Regions from separate parts of the Mus musculus genome. Here regions 2, 3 and 4 are each linked to region 1. A link is a contact called in public HiCAR-type data. All regions are on one chromosome and are shown on one strand. Each heading gives the region's core, a stretch centred on a gene start, on an enhancer-like site or on the middle of the called end of the contact. The rest is flanking DNA. Distances are from core to core; before and after follow the strand shown.

Evidence for each region. HiCAR-type assays count read pairs that join an accessible place to other places.
Region 2: a HiCAR-type map of astrocytes shows a contact between it and region 1, with 5 times the contacts expected there. The contact joins the enhancer-like site here to the promoter of Mdga2 in region 1. A contact is called at or near these places in 4 of 39 promoter capture datasets (cranial neural crest, frontonasal cranial neural crest, hippocampal neurons and 1 more) and 2 of 115 datasets of contacts at active chromatin or transcription factors (astrocytes and embryonic forebrain).
Region 3: a contact with region 1 is called in a HiCAR-type map of astrocytes, with 11 times the contacts expected there. The contact joins the enhancer-like site here to the promoter of Mdga2 in region 1. A contact is called at or near these places in 6 of 39 promoter capture datasets (cranial neural crest, frontonasal cranial neural crest, hippocampal neurons and 3 more), 5 of 484 Hi-C or Micro-C datasets (cerebellar granule neurons, cerebral cortex, cortical neurons and 1 more), 7 of 115 datasets of contacts at active chromatin or transcription factors (SST interneurons, astrocytes, embryonic forebrain and 4 more) and 1 of 9 other capture datasets (embryonic stem cells).
Region 4: a HiCAR-type map of astrocytes shows a contact between it and region 1, with 6 times the contacts expected there. The contact joins the enhancer-like site here to the promoter of Mdga2 in region 1. A contact is called at or near these places in 3 of 39 promoter capture datasets (cranial neural crest, hippocampal neurons and maxillary cranial neural crest), 3 of 484 Hi-C or Micro-C datasets (cerebral cortex, cortical neurons and ventral hippocampal neurons) and 6 of 115 datasets of contacts at active chromatin or transcription factors (astrocytes, embryonic forebrain, embryonic hindbrain and 3 more).

Annotation. Positions count from the first base shown.
Region 1 is chr12:67,221,073-67,224,169 of GRCm38.p6, reverse strand. It overlaps Mdga2 (MAM domain containing glycosylphosphatidylinositol anchor 2), which reads left to right and starts at 1,621. Exons shown (of 17, transcript NM_001193266.1): 1 at 1,621-3,097.
Region 2 is chr12:65,257,503-65,260,599 of GRCm38.p6, reverse strand. No RefSeq gene overlaps it. Among named protein-coding and RNA genes, the nearest start is that of Wdr20rt, 34 kb to the right of the region's middle. Within about 2 kb of position 1,644, at least 75 of the 459 cell types and tissues checked have an H3K27ac peak or open chromatin away from gene starts, as enhancers often do. A contact at or near this core is called in astrocytes, hippocampal neurons and second pharyngeal arch cranial neural crest, where this site is marked.
Region 3 is chr12:69,084,502-69,087,598 of GRCm38.p6, reverse strand. No RefSeq gene overlaps it. Among named protein-coding and RNA genes, the nearest start is that of Gm31447, 44 kb to the left of the region's middle. Within about 2 kb of position 1,653, at least 11 of the 459 cell types and tissues checked have an H3K27ac peak or open chromatin away from gene starts, as enhancers often do.
Region 4 is chr12:65,380,913-65,384,009 of GRCm38.p6, reverse strand. No RefSeq gene overlaps it. Among named protein-coding and RNA genes, the nearest start is that of Gm25599, 150 kb to the left of the region's middle. Within about 2 kb of position 1,474, at least 13 of the 459 cell types and tissues checked have an H3K27ac peak or open chromatin away from gene starts, as enhancers often do. A contact at or near this core is called in astrocytes and stem cell-derived neural progenitor cells, where this site is marked.

The DNA of each region.
Region 1 (3,097 bases), core at 372-2,871:
CAGGGCCGTGTCTGGCATCATTCTATTTAGGTTAAAACATTTGAGAATAGAGAAGGAATTAGTAAATATTAAATGACTATTTAATCAGCTGAAACTGTAGTTAATACAAGTCCAACAGGTACCTAAAATGATTCAAGTTGTCAGGGGATAATCTCAAAGTTTATGTGAGCTGACATCACAAATGATAGTGACCACAATTTTACACGCTAAAGCCAGAATACTGTTGAATGGATCATATTAGCAATGTCATGGAGGATTGTTTAAATTGTTAAATCCCCTATAACACATATTCTGTACATAAGTATAAAGAAAAATCCCAGTGATGTAAGATGTGAATCACACTACTTCTGCAGGAAGTCTCTCTAATTGGCTAATCCCTTAAATTCTGGGGCCATGGCTCTGTCTTAGTACCTTCTGTCTGCTAAGACACCCCCTGCCTGTCTTTCAGGCTTGGCTCAGGCTCACCACCTGGAGGCCTGAAGTAGCCAGTGCTAAGGTATGACTACAAAATCACGCCTGTTTAGTCAATGTAGCCAGAAGAATATTAAATTTCAAGAAGAAATTAATATATTGGCTAAATAAGCCAGCTAATTCATTCTGTAAGTTCCCTATATAGTGTTTCATAGGAGAAGAAAAGCCTATATTTAGTTTAGTGGAGATGTTCTTTATACCCACAATGGCAGTGTATTATGCCAGTGTATTATGGAGACAAATAAATGAATACCGTGCTCTACATTTCCCTGAAAATAACTTTCTCACATGTATAAACGCGTCTAACCATTTCACTCACTTACCATATTTTGGCTAAGTGGATCTAGACAGTAAAACCTAATTTGAAAAAGAAACACACTAGAGTAACTCAGACTGTGTGGGATATTCCCCATTATGTTTTAGTTTATTAGTTTTACACCTGTTCTAGTGTAAATTAAAGATGCTTTCTCATTCTGACCATTTTGTAGTAGGGAGAATTTTAAGCTCCTCAGAACTGACCCTGTTTCAAGGAACCCTGTCTTTCATGTGAGAGGGGCTTTTCCAAGCATTTAACTTTAGGAGGTATTATATATAAAACCGACTCTTCCTGAACTCCTGGTGGTCTTCCTTCCTTCCCCCCAACACCCTTCCTCTGTTATGATGACCACATTTCCACGGAAACATGACAGGGATGGAGAAGACTGAGGCAGCTTCCAATGACTTGGCCTGCTCTGCCCTCTAGCCAAGCAGAACAGTTCCTGGAAGACCTTGGACGGCAGAAAGGGGATAAAGGTGTCCTGTAATTACCGCGTGTCTGAGGACGTAGCCAGCCCTTCCCTTCCGCGTGCAAACGCCAGCGGAGGCATCGGAAATGAATTACCAGCCCTCGCCCCCGCGGAGCTAGGGAAGAACCAGGGATGGCCTCGGCGGGGTGGAAGAGAGGCTGGGTGCTGCTACCCCTCTGAGCCCATCACTGCTGTCCAAGCTGATGAGCACCAGTGCCTACCCTGGTGAGCAGAGCCCGGGAGGCAGAGGAGGCTCAGGGGAAGGCGCCCGAGCCCTGCACTCGGTTTTGACGTCGCCGGGCTGCGGCTAGCAGCCTCGCGCTCTCAGCACGTAGCGCACAACGTGACCACACACAGCCTTCCTCCCCGGCAGCCTGGCCGCCTGCGCTCCGCGTCCGCCGCTTCTCCATCCTCCTCCTCTTCTTCCTCCTCCTCCTCCTTCCTATCGCCTCCGCGGTGCGCAACCCCCAGCGTCAATCCAGGGATCCCGAGCAAGCGTAGGGCCCCGGACGCTCCTCTGCCCAGCTTGGGCATCTCTGCCGCAACTGCGGCCCGCAAGGCGGCCGCGCAGCCGGGGTGCCCTCAGCAGGCGGCCGCTTCTCTGTTCCGCTCCGGATGCCAGCACTCCGTTAGCCCGGGTGGGGAAAGCCCTTCTGCGGCTCCCGGGTCTAAACTCCCGCCAGTCTCCACCGCCCCCACCCCCTCCACCTGGCGGGGGCGGCGCGGAAGCGAAGAGGACTCGCGGTACGGGTGGGCACGCGTGGACGGTGTGCGGATCTGCTCTGCGCTCGGCATCCTCCCTCTCCTGCAAGTGGTGGTGCTCGGACTCTGCTTTTGGCTCCGGAGATTGGTGCTGCCTCCAGGAGCACCCTCTTTGCTGGCGGGGCGCTCAAGGCTGTTTGGAAGAGCCGTGGCGGTGGCGGCAGCGGCTGAGGCTGGTGCCTGGCGAGCTCCAGACGGGCGCTCCGCTCCCGCTTGGACCCTTTCGCCCTCCTCTCTCCTCCTCCGCTCCCTCCTCCCCATCCCCCGTTTCCCACTCCTCCTCTTCCTCCTCCTCCTCTTCCTCTCCCCGCTCGGCGATGCGAGTCTCTGTCGTGTAACAGGATTGGCGTTGCAATGGCAACTGATGGAATGGGGGAAGGCAAGACAGCAGGGCTGGGGGCTCCGGACTGCGGGCGGGCGAGCCGCTGCCGCCGCTTGACGCTCCTCTGGGGACCTTCGCGAGTTACTTTGTAAAGGCGAACCCGGGCGAGGGAGCCCCGCTTCGTGCCCGGGTCAGAGGCCACTTCCTGCTCCCTGGCTGTCCAGCGCGGTTCGCGTCGCGCGGCGCCCCCAGGGCTCCTGCCCGCTCCTGCCGCTTGCCCGCGCCCGGAGCCCGGAGCCGCTTCCCTGAAGAACACTTGTCCTCACAGCTCTGCTTCCCATCACCGCCCCCTGCTCCTCCCCGGCGTCTGCGATTTTCCCAGGCGCCCGGTGTGAGTGCGGCTTGTGTGTGAGTGCATGTATTGGGGTATTGTGTAGTGGGAGTGTGTTCCCGCGTGTGTGTGCTTATACGTGTGTGCTTGTGCGTGTGTGTGTGTGTGTGTGTGTGAGCGTGTGTGTGAGCGTGTGTGTGCGTGTGTGTGTGTGTGTGTGTGTGTGTGTGTGTGTGTGTGTGTGTGTGCATGAGTGTGGGGTGTGTGGGGCTCCAGCGCTCCGCTCACGGCCGCCGCCAGGGAAGGACAGACGGACAGTGCTTCCTCCCATTGCTAGCAGTTCCCGGGCACCTCGACTCGGCCCGGGCACAAGTGGAGCGCGCCTTGCTGGCCGCTGGCCTCCAGAAGGTCCCACTGCGTCCCCCT
Region 2 (3,097 bases), core at 395-2,894, 2.0 Mb after region 1:
TGCCCCTCCTTAGATTTGGGAACAAAACACCCATGGAAGGAGTTACAGAGATGGAGTTTGGAGCTGAGATGAAAGGATGGACCATGTAGAGACTGCCATAGCCAGGGATCCACCCCATAATCAGCATCCAAACGCTGACACCATTGCATACACTAGCAAGATTTTATTGAAAGGACGCAGATGTAGCTGTCTCTTGTGAGACTATGCCGGGGCCCAGCAAACACAGAAGTGGATGCTCACAGTCAGCTCCCAATGGAGGAGCTAGAGAAAGTAGCCAACGAGCTAAAGGGATCTGCAACCCTATAGGTGGAACAACATTATGAGCTAACCAGTACCCCGGAGCTCTTGACTCTAGCTGCATATGTATCAAAAGATGGCCTAGTCGGCCATCACTGGAAAGAGAGGCCCATAGGACTTGCAAACTTTATATGCCCCAGTACAGGGGAATTCCAGGGCCAAAAAGGGGGAGTGGGTGGGCAGGGGAGTGGGGGTGGGTGGATATGGGGGACTTTTGGTATAGCATTGGAAATGTAAATGAGTTAAATACCTAATAAAAAATGGAAAAAAAAAAAATGAGTGGTTACTGAACCAGTAGTGGTGGGGTAGGAAGCTGAGTATGACTTCCTGTGTATGCTGAGTCACCCATGGAGGAAGCTGAGCATGACTTCCTGTGCGTCCTTATTCACCCATGGAGTAAAAACACTGATAACCAGAAGCGAGAGAAAGGACACACAGGGTTCCAGATTAAGATAGCTGCCTCTGGTCTCTGGTAATAAGGGAATAGCAAGATATTTTTTAACACAGATCAGAAAGCAGTTTGAACGCAAAGGAAAAAAAAATGTTCAAAAGAAAGATGCTTTAGGCTATCTCTAAGAAACTCTTCGCATGTAGCATATGTTTGTAGTTAATATAATCTATCCAAACAGGAGAGTCCCGTTTCATCACACAAGCCTCTGTTCTGATGACCCCAGTACTGAGCTAGCAGGAAACATATTTGCTGAAAATAGGGCAAGAAAGCTTTGTGCCTGCTCTGAAAAGATGTTCCCCTGTGGATAGAACGAAGAATGCGAGCCGAGGAAAAGCATCCTCACCTACCAGTTACCTCTGACTCTATCCCTGCAGATGATTCTGTTCCCTGCCGCCTGTTTCTCACTAGCCCTCTGCGCCTCTACATATTGTCATCTCTTGGAACTTTCAATGAATATTCATATGTCTCCATAGTGATTTGGCTGTCCTACGATTAAGAATAGACTGAAGTACTTAATATAGCTTCTTCTGATAAAGGAAGCGGTTGGATAGCGAGCCACCCATGTTAATGAGGAACATTTTACTAGAACTAGACAATGAATAAAATTGTCACTCCAGCTTTACAAGCATTCTGGTTATCTTATCACAGCTGAAGCATCCCCAGCCCATAAGAATTCAGAGGAGATTCATATAACTTGTTAGTCACCTAATCAGTCAAAACTAAAGCTCAAATATTTATTAACCTGAGCACTCCCTGTAACTAGACATGGGGTAAAACGGAAGGGAAAATATCAGGCCTGAGACTTGTTCTTGAAATGTCGGGCGGGGGGTGGGGGGTCTACAGGAAGTGCTTTTAGCAGATGAAAGGATGCTAATACGGGCCTCTGTTCAAACCGCGGCCACGAAACAGCAATAGCAGTCACCGGAGCGAACAGATAAGGGACAAATCCAAGCTTACTGCCTGTTCTCCAAAATCTGCCCTTTGAAAAGGAGACGCCTTGTAAAAAAAAAAAATAATGATAAATAAAATAAAATAAAAAGGGTGCAAGAACCACATATTTGAATTAAAGAGCAGTTTCCCTTTCCAACGACTTGCAGAGCCTTTTCTTTTCTAGGGCTTCCTGACACTGCAGAGGCCACGCCCCCTGTCAGAGCTGGGTGAGAAAGCTACAGGCTAGAGCAGAGGTGAATTACTGTAGCACTACAGAACACAACACTCTAGTCTAGTAGGCCAGTAGTAAGTGAAGACGGTCAGTTTCTTACACTCAGCTTTGAACTAAGTCATGTTTCTTGGCGGTCGTTTGAAAGTCTGTCCTTACTTTCTGAGTTAATGTGCACTCTAAAGTCTTAAGTCCATCGCCTTTACAATGCACTTTTTCTTTATGAGAGAAAAAGCCTTTCTCTAACTCACTGTAGCACAGGGCGGGTGTGGGGGCAGGAACGGAACTGTGAAGGAAGCCAAGGCTGAAGAAATGGTTTGCAGATAATGACTGGAATTTCATTAATCCAGCCAATCTGCCGCTGCCCAATTCCACAGGAAAAGACCTGTTGTTGTCCCATGTCTGATGGCTCTGTTGTGAAGATAAACTCATAATTGACAGCTTTTAACATCTAATGGAATTTTATGTCATGGTCTGATAGAAATATTCTGTCTTGGCTTTGTGACAAGGTTGTTTCATAAATCCTGTCTTACACAGGGAAATCCTGTCTTTTAAAGGGAAAAGTCTAACAATGAATGTGCTCTTATTTTTTCTGCTAAAAACAATTTTTGTCTAGAAATTGAACCCAGGCCTACAGTTTACCAAGCTGGAGTTCCATCACTGAACCCCAGACCTATATTAAAATTATAAGCTACCTTTAGTCAAAACAAATTCTTGCCTATCACTTAAAATGTGATTCTTTGGGAAGAGAGGCCCCTTGATCTTGCAAACTTTATATATGCCCCAGTACAGGAGAACACCAGGGCCAAGAGCAGGAGTGAGTGGGTAGGGGAGCTGGATTGGGGGGGGGGGTGGTATAGGGGACTTTTGGGATAGCATTTGAAATGTAAATAAAGAAAATATCTAATAAGTTTTTTTTAATGTGATTCTTATCATTCTTTTAATTATAAAAGGTTAGGGATACAAGGCTTCAAAAATCTGCTTTTACACATAGCTCTCAGGAGGGCAACTTGGAATGTGGCTCTTCCAAGACTGATTTGAAATCTGTTTAGCCCATAATAGTATTTCAATCCAAATAAATCCAAAGTGCTCTGCATCTTAACACAGGCCAGGATTGGTTCTCACTACCCAATGACTGAAAGCAAATAGGAACTGTACCTGAACGTAGGTTTCAGCTATGTTAAATGCCA
Region 3 (3,097 bases), core at 404-2,903, 1.9 Mb before region 1:
AGGACTGACTTCGGCTTTTATCCACTGCAATGAAGGAATTGTTACCTAGTCCGACCATATGAATGTAGAAGAGAGACCTGTACTGAGGTACCCTAACTAGCTCTCTGACCAGAGCTTGCTTGTCCATGCTACTCAAGCACTCTGACACCAAGCTGCAGCCTCAGGCCTCGCTTTCTTTCATAACGTTGCTCTGGTAGGATCGGACTTAGTACGAGAGGCAATTCAGGGTGTTTGTTTGTTTGTTTGTTATAGGGAGTTTTGACATTTACAAAGAGTTCATCTAGGGCTGGAGAGATGGCTCAGTGGTTAAGAGCACTGACTGCTTGTCCAGAAGTTCAGTTCCCAGCAACCACATGGTGGGGGCCAATGCTCTCTTCTGGTATGTCTGAAGACAGCTACAGTGCACTCATATAAAATAAATAAATGGAAAGGATAGTGGGTGAGTGGATGGATGGATGATAAATAAAACAGAAAGGCTATCTATTAAGCAGACACGTCATCCAGAGAAAACTACATTGTTCCAGGTGAGAGCTTACTGAGTCAAAGGTGCCTCGCCAATTATTATTATTATTATTATTATTATTATTAATTTATACCCCAGGTTCGGCATCATCATTACAGAGCCATTTCTTACTATCAACCACTAAGAGACATAGGACACTCAACTTTCCAGAACAAAAAGCCCAGAGGGTGGGGGAAGACTACAGATGTGTGTGTATTGTGAAGAGTAATTTCAGAACCTGTCTTCTGCCCTAATCTTGAGCTTCATTTCAGCTCTGCAGTGGGGAATTCCATTCTTTCCTAGTAGCCTCGGCAGGTGGCACGTGCATGGGGTAACATCATTATGTCTCTTGTGGCATCTTAACTGTCCCCCACATCAGTGGCTCATGAAGCTTTAAGATTCCAGGAGGTTCTTATCTTTTGGATCCTGTGAGGAGATGGGGGGGGGGGGGCGTTTAGTAATATTTAGGAGACCAAGAGGTTCATGTCTAATCTCTGGGTCCTGGTCCCATGATACCATGTTGGCAATGATATCAGTTTTCTCTCCTGGGTATAGACTTCCAGTGTGGAGAATTTAAACCACAGTTTGTGTGTGTGAAGGCATTGATCAGGAAGATCTGTCAATATGTAAATCTCAGACTTGAGGAAATTGCCCCCATTATCACCCATTAACAATTGGTTAGAGAACCTGGTTGTTAGAGAACCAGGCTCTGGGGAAAAACAAACTCCACAGCAGTAAGATTGGACAGAGGAGGGGAAAATCTTCCAGGCATAGAGACTAAAGAAGAAGGCAGGCTCAGAAAAGAACTTTCGAGAAGGTTCTGGGAGCCTCGGGGCACAGCAGGTGAAGTCAACCTGCCCAGGAATTGATAGGAGTCAAGGACAGATCATATCTATCCAGACTCTACCTGGCTGGGTTCTGGGCCAGAGTTGGACAGGTGCTCGGTTTACCTACAGCCCAGCCTTCTGGCTCTCCCCCATGTCCTCCTTTGGGTACTTGGTTTGGTCCCACCCACCTTTGGACGCCAGCAGTAACAGTTTTCATTAGCGCTTCGCAATGCTTTCGTGTGCACGGGCTCATGGTTTAGACACTATGACAAAGCTAAGGCAGGGGCATTCCAGCGCTGCACAGTGGCCTCTGAATCTCCAGGGACGTATCAGACTCCTGCTGCTTTTCGTCTTAGCTCTCCCCCTCTCCCCCCTCCCCTGCCCACGACTGGAGCTATTCCACTCGCGATTTCCTTTAGCAAGCCAAAGCTCCCATTGGTGAAGTTATTTTTCTTTTGCGGTTCTGTCTCACATAGCTCTGAGACTCGTCCTGAGGCTCTTGACTGGTTACGGCTTCTCCTGGGAGGCAAGGGAGAATTTAATTGGAAAAAGATCTCTTGCCTCTGGTGGCGATTACCATTCCTTCATCCAGGGTTGCGGTCCTGACCTCCGGCTGCTCCCCATTTCTAGTGCTTTGTAGGAGAAACCGGTCATATGACCCCCATTGCAGATCAGGTTTCCTTACTGCTGCCCCATGGTTTGAGATGGAAAAGCACCCCCTCTCCCCACCTCCATCCCTTCAGCCAAACTAAATGGTTCTGAGAAAGGCTTTAAAACCACTCTCCAGTGCTCCAGGTGAGGTCAGGGAGAGAGTTTTTTTAGCGGGGGATTTTATTAGCCCGATCTTGGAGGCTTTCATTGCTTTTTACCAGGAACGAGGGCCTTCAAAGTACATCCTCTCTCGGTGCCTTGGAGGTCGCAGCTGCTGAAGTGCACAGCCGGGGCTCACAATTCCGTCTTCTGATTAAATGTGGGTAGCTGAAGGCTAAACATTTCTAAAGATGCAGCTTGTGTGCTTAAAGAGAAAGTCCGGGCGGAACAGGACGAACAGAAGTCTCTGGGTCTGGGAGCAGAAAGTCATAGGTCCTGGCTCAGTCCTGCGTCCATGAATTATAGGCCGTGCACTTTGTCTTTTATTTTATTTAAAAAAAAAAGACCATGTAAAATTGTTGCAAAGGAAATTGCTTGGCTGCTGGTTGGCCCAAGCAGAGCTCCTCAAAGGCAGCTTAACTTGTGAGCATCCCCCCCCCCCCCCCAGCATCAGTGATAGACTACGGGACCACGGCTCTCTAGGAGAGGTCCCAATGGGCCAGGAGCTACTGAGACAAGATCTTCCCTTTCTCTTTGTATCCCCTCTAAGCTGGACAGCACAGGTCTGTCCCAAATTTCCATGCTCACAGTACAACACCCCTGCTTCCCTCCCAGGCCTGGGATACTTGACATGGTCCTTTCAAAATAGCGAGGCTTAGATGAGATGTATGTAGATCAGGGGTGCAATTTGTTCAAAAGTCCCTGGTGTTCTGCCTGTCAGAACAAGACCTTCAGTCGACAACAGTTTAGGTTGCTATTGTTTACAGTTTGCTTTTCTTAGGAAAGCACGAACAGCTGCCTATGTATTGTGTTTTGAGAAAAGGGGGTGCTGCACGAATGTTTTCGGGAGATTAAACAAAAGGCTACCTAGAACAGATAGGGCACCCAGGACAGAACAAAGTAGTGATTGCATCCAGGTTTACCTTGGTGAACCAATGGGTTTAATTTGTCTTACTTA
Region 4 (3,097 bases), core at 225-2,724, 1.8 Mb after region 1:
GGCTGAGGTGGGTAGACTGCTTCTATTATCTGAAGTCATAAACAGGGTGATAGCTTTGAGTAGCAAACAACAAAACTAGCTCGGACTAGTGTAAACAAGAAAGTAAAAATGCTGCAGAAGCACGTAGGAGTTTTAGGAGCACATAGTCAGGTTCTCAGAGCAGCTAGCCATAAAATGTCAGATTCAGACTCCAAACAGTGCAGCTGGATTTTAGATGTGCTTGCTCATGGCCAGTTGTAACATATTACTAAGCCATCTAGAACACTGTTTCTCAACCTCTGGGCTGAAACCCTTTTGGGAAGCGAAAGACCTTTTTACTGGCGTTGCCTTGACCATCAGAAAACAGATATTTACATTAAAATTCATAGCCTCACAAAAGCTACAGTTATGAAGTAGCAACAAAAATAATGTTATGGTTGAGGATCACCACAACATGAGGAACATTAGAGGGTCTCAACGTTACGAAGGTTGAGAACCACTGCCCTAGAAAGACTCAGGCCAGAGGATGAGAATTCAAGGAGAAGGATCTCAACTGTCAAACTTTCGTTCTTTTTGATTCATTCATTGATTCATTCGTTGATTCATTATCTTTTTGTGGTGCTGGTGACGGAACCCTGATCTTTCTCCTGTGTAGGACAGGCACTTCCCCCAAAGGGCTACTCCCCAGTCCCATTTTGTATTAAACCCACTGGGCTTCAAAACAAAACAAAAACTTCTGACTATAAAGAGGATTGGGGATTTGTGGCAGCAGGGACAAGGAAAGGAGAATGTTGCGCCCACCTCGTCCAGCAAGGAAGACACAACACGGTCGGATTCTTCTCAACAGCTTTATTGCAGGAACGCCTCAATGCTGCTATGGGAACCCTGGGTACCCAGGGAGGACTCCTTATATACACCCCAGCACAGGGAAAAGCTTTGTGTCCTCCTGGGATTGGTCAGTCTGCGGGCACCTTAATTTGCATGCACCCGCTCGGGAGGGGTTGGCGCCAGATTCGGGCTAGTGCCTGCACAGTGATGTTGTTTACAGTGACGGTGTACCAGAAACCGGCGCCATATTTTAGGCGTCAGCTGCCTACAGGAGAAGACAAGAGTAATCAGAATCCATTGTAAATAAGTATGAAAATGTCCAAGAGCCAATTTATTTTTTAAAAAAATTAAAGTGAAGTAATCCGTATCTTAAAAGCTTCTTTTTCTTCTCTTGAAATTTATTGTCATCTATCTGAATAAGAAAAAAAAAATGTTGAATTAAAAAAAAAAACAACTTCAAAGTCTTTTTTGAAAATTGACTTGACATTGAGCTAGACTTGTTAGTGTGTTTGGCCAGTTCTGTACAGATCACAAAGTGCAAGAGTGAGCACACACACACACACACACACACACACACACACACACGTTCACCACCCCTAAGGCCTTTAAAATGAGCACATTGTTCTGCATTCCTTCTCCTCTCCCTTGGGAAGAGAAGCTCAGTTTAAAGGTTTAGGCTCATTTGAATAAAAATGCAAGCATGACTTTTGAATTCTAAGACCCTGCATATATTAACTGGCTTGGGAAACAGTTCTCTCAGATAAACTACTTACTTTAAACGCCTCTTTGAGGAAATTATCACTTTGAATTGTTTTGAGATACAGCCAGAAATAGGACGTTTTTCACCAGCATATTCATTTGCCCTCGGCAGTGTGCTCTGTGCTCTACCCAGAATTCCTACCAAGTGCAGGGAGTGCGACTCATAGTTCCCTGATCTGGAGACTTAGGTGAAAATAGAAACTCAGGCCTCATAAAATCAGTTGGGCAGCTCCTTTCAAACTAAGGCTAAGCCCAGAAATCTTGTTAGGAAACTAGTGAGCAAGTGTGGAGAAAAAAGGAGAACACTTCCAAATATTTTTTTCAAGTAGGCAAAGACACCTCATGTGGATTGGATACATAAAGATACAACGTGAATCAGTTGTGGCCGGCATCTCAGGCAGGGGCAAGAGAGACTGTGGGTGGAACCCTCCAGGAGATCCACAGAGAGATCCCATTGCAAAAGTCAAAGCAACAGAAGCTTTACAAGGTTCTGCAGGCATCTTCTGCAGAGCTTAAATGATGATGCTGGGTGCACAAACTGAATTCAAAATGAACGAAGATGAGCTGAGTGTTGATCCAACCGAGTTCAAAGTCATCCTTAGCTACAAATTCAGTTAATTCCAAGTCACTCTAACTACATGAGAGCCTGTTGGGCATGGGGTTTGCAAGTAACAGACTCGGCCTACATGACATGTCCTTTCCCTTGGGAATCTCTGTATGTCTGCATTTATATGGACTTTCTCCATGTGACAATAAAGACGCCTGACCATGTTCCAGGCTTGCCAAGGCCTCAGAAGCTGAGGGCGCTTCCTTCTCACTAATAAACAAAATTAATCAATAGGAAAATGGACTCTGCTCTGGAGTTGGATTCAAACTCTGGCCTGGGTCACATTCTAACTGACTCCAGAGGAGCAGCTTGGATCAGCTCTTCTCAAAATGAGAGGTTTCCAGGCAAGGAAATAGCAGGCTGGGGAGTGGAAGGGTGGTACAGGTAAGAAAAAGCCTTCATGCTCCTCCCATAGCAAGAGGATTCTTGACTTTCACAGCTTCCATGAGCCCATGTGCCTCCTTCAGAAAAGCAACTTATGCATTCTACCTGCCTGGCCATACCCCTTTCGATCCCTAGTGAAGAGCCAGCTTGCCTCCACTTTAGGTTTAAAAGTCATCTTATAGGAGAGACAAACTAAGTTCATTCCTCTTTATGATTATACCTCTGTCTCTCAAGGATTAGGCTGTGCCCCACCTGCAACCTTAACTACAAATGGTTCTGTACTGCCTGTTTCAGCAATGGCAATTATGTCTTTGTATCAAAAAGTTGTCTGTAACCATCTTACAATAACTGCCTTTGTTTCAAAAGGTTATATGACTGCCTGTTGTTATGACTAACTTGAAACCAGGTCTTTGTTTCCAGGGACCAACTTGTTAGGTTTATGTTCTGCTCCTGTAACCTCACCTATTTTGCAAGCCAAGCCCCCTATTTTGAACCTCCCTACCCCTGAGCTTTATAGAAATCTTGTCTTTCTCTTCTCCA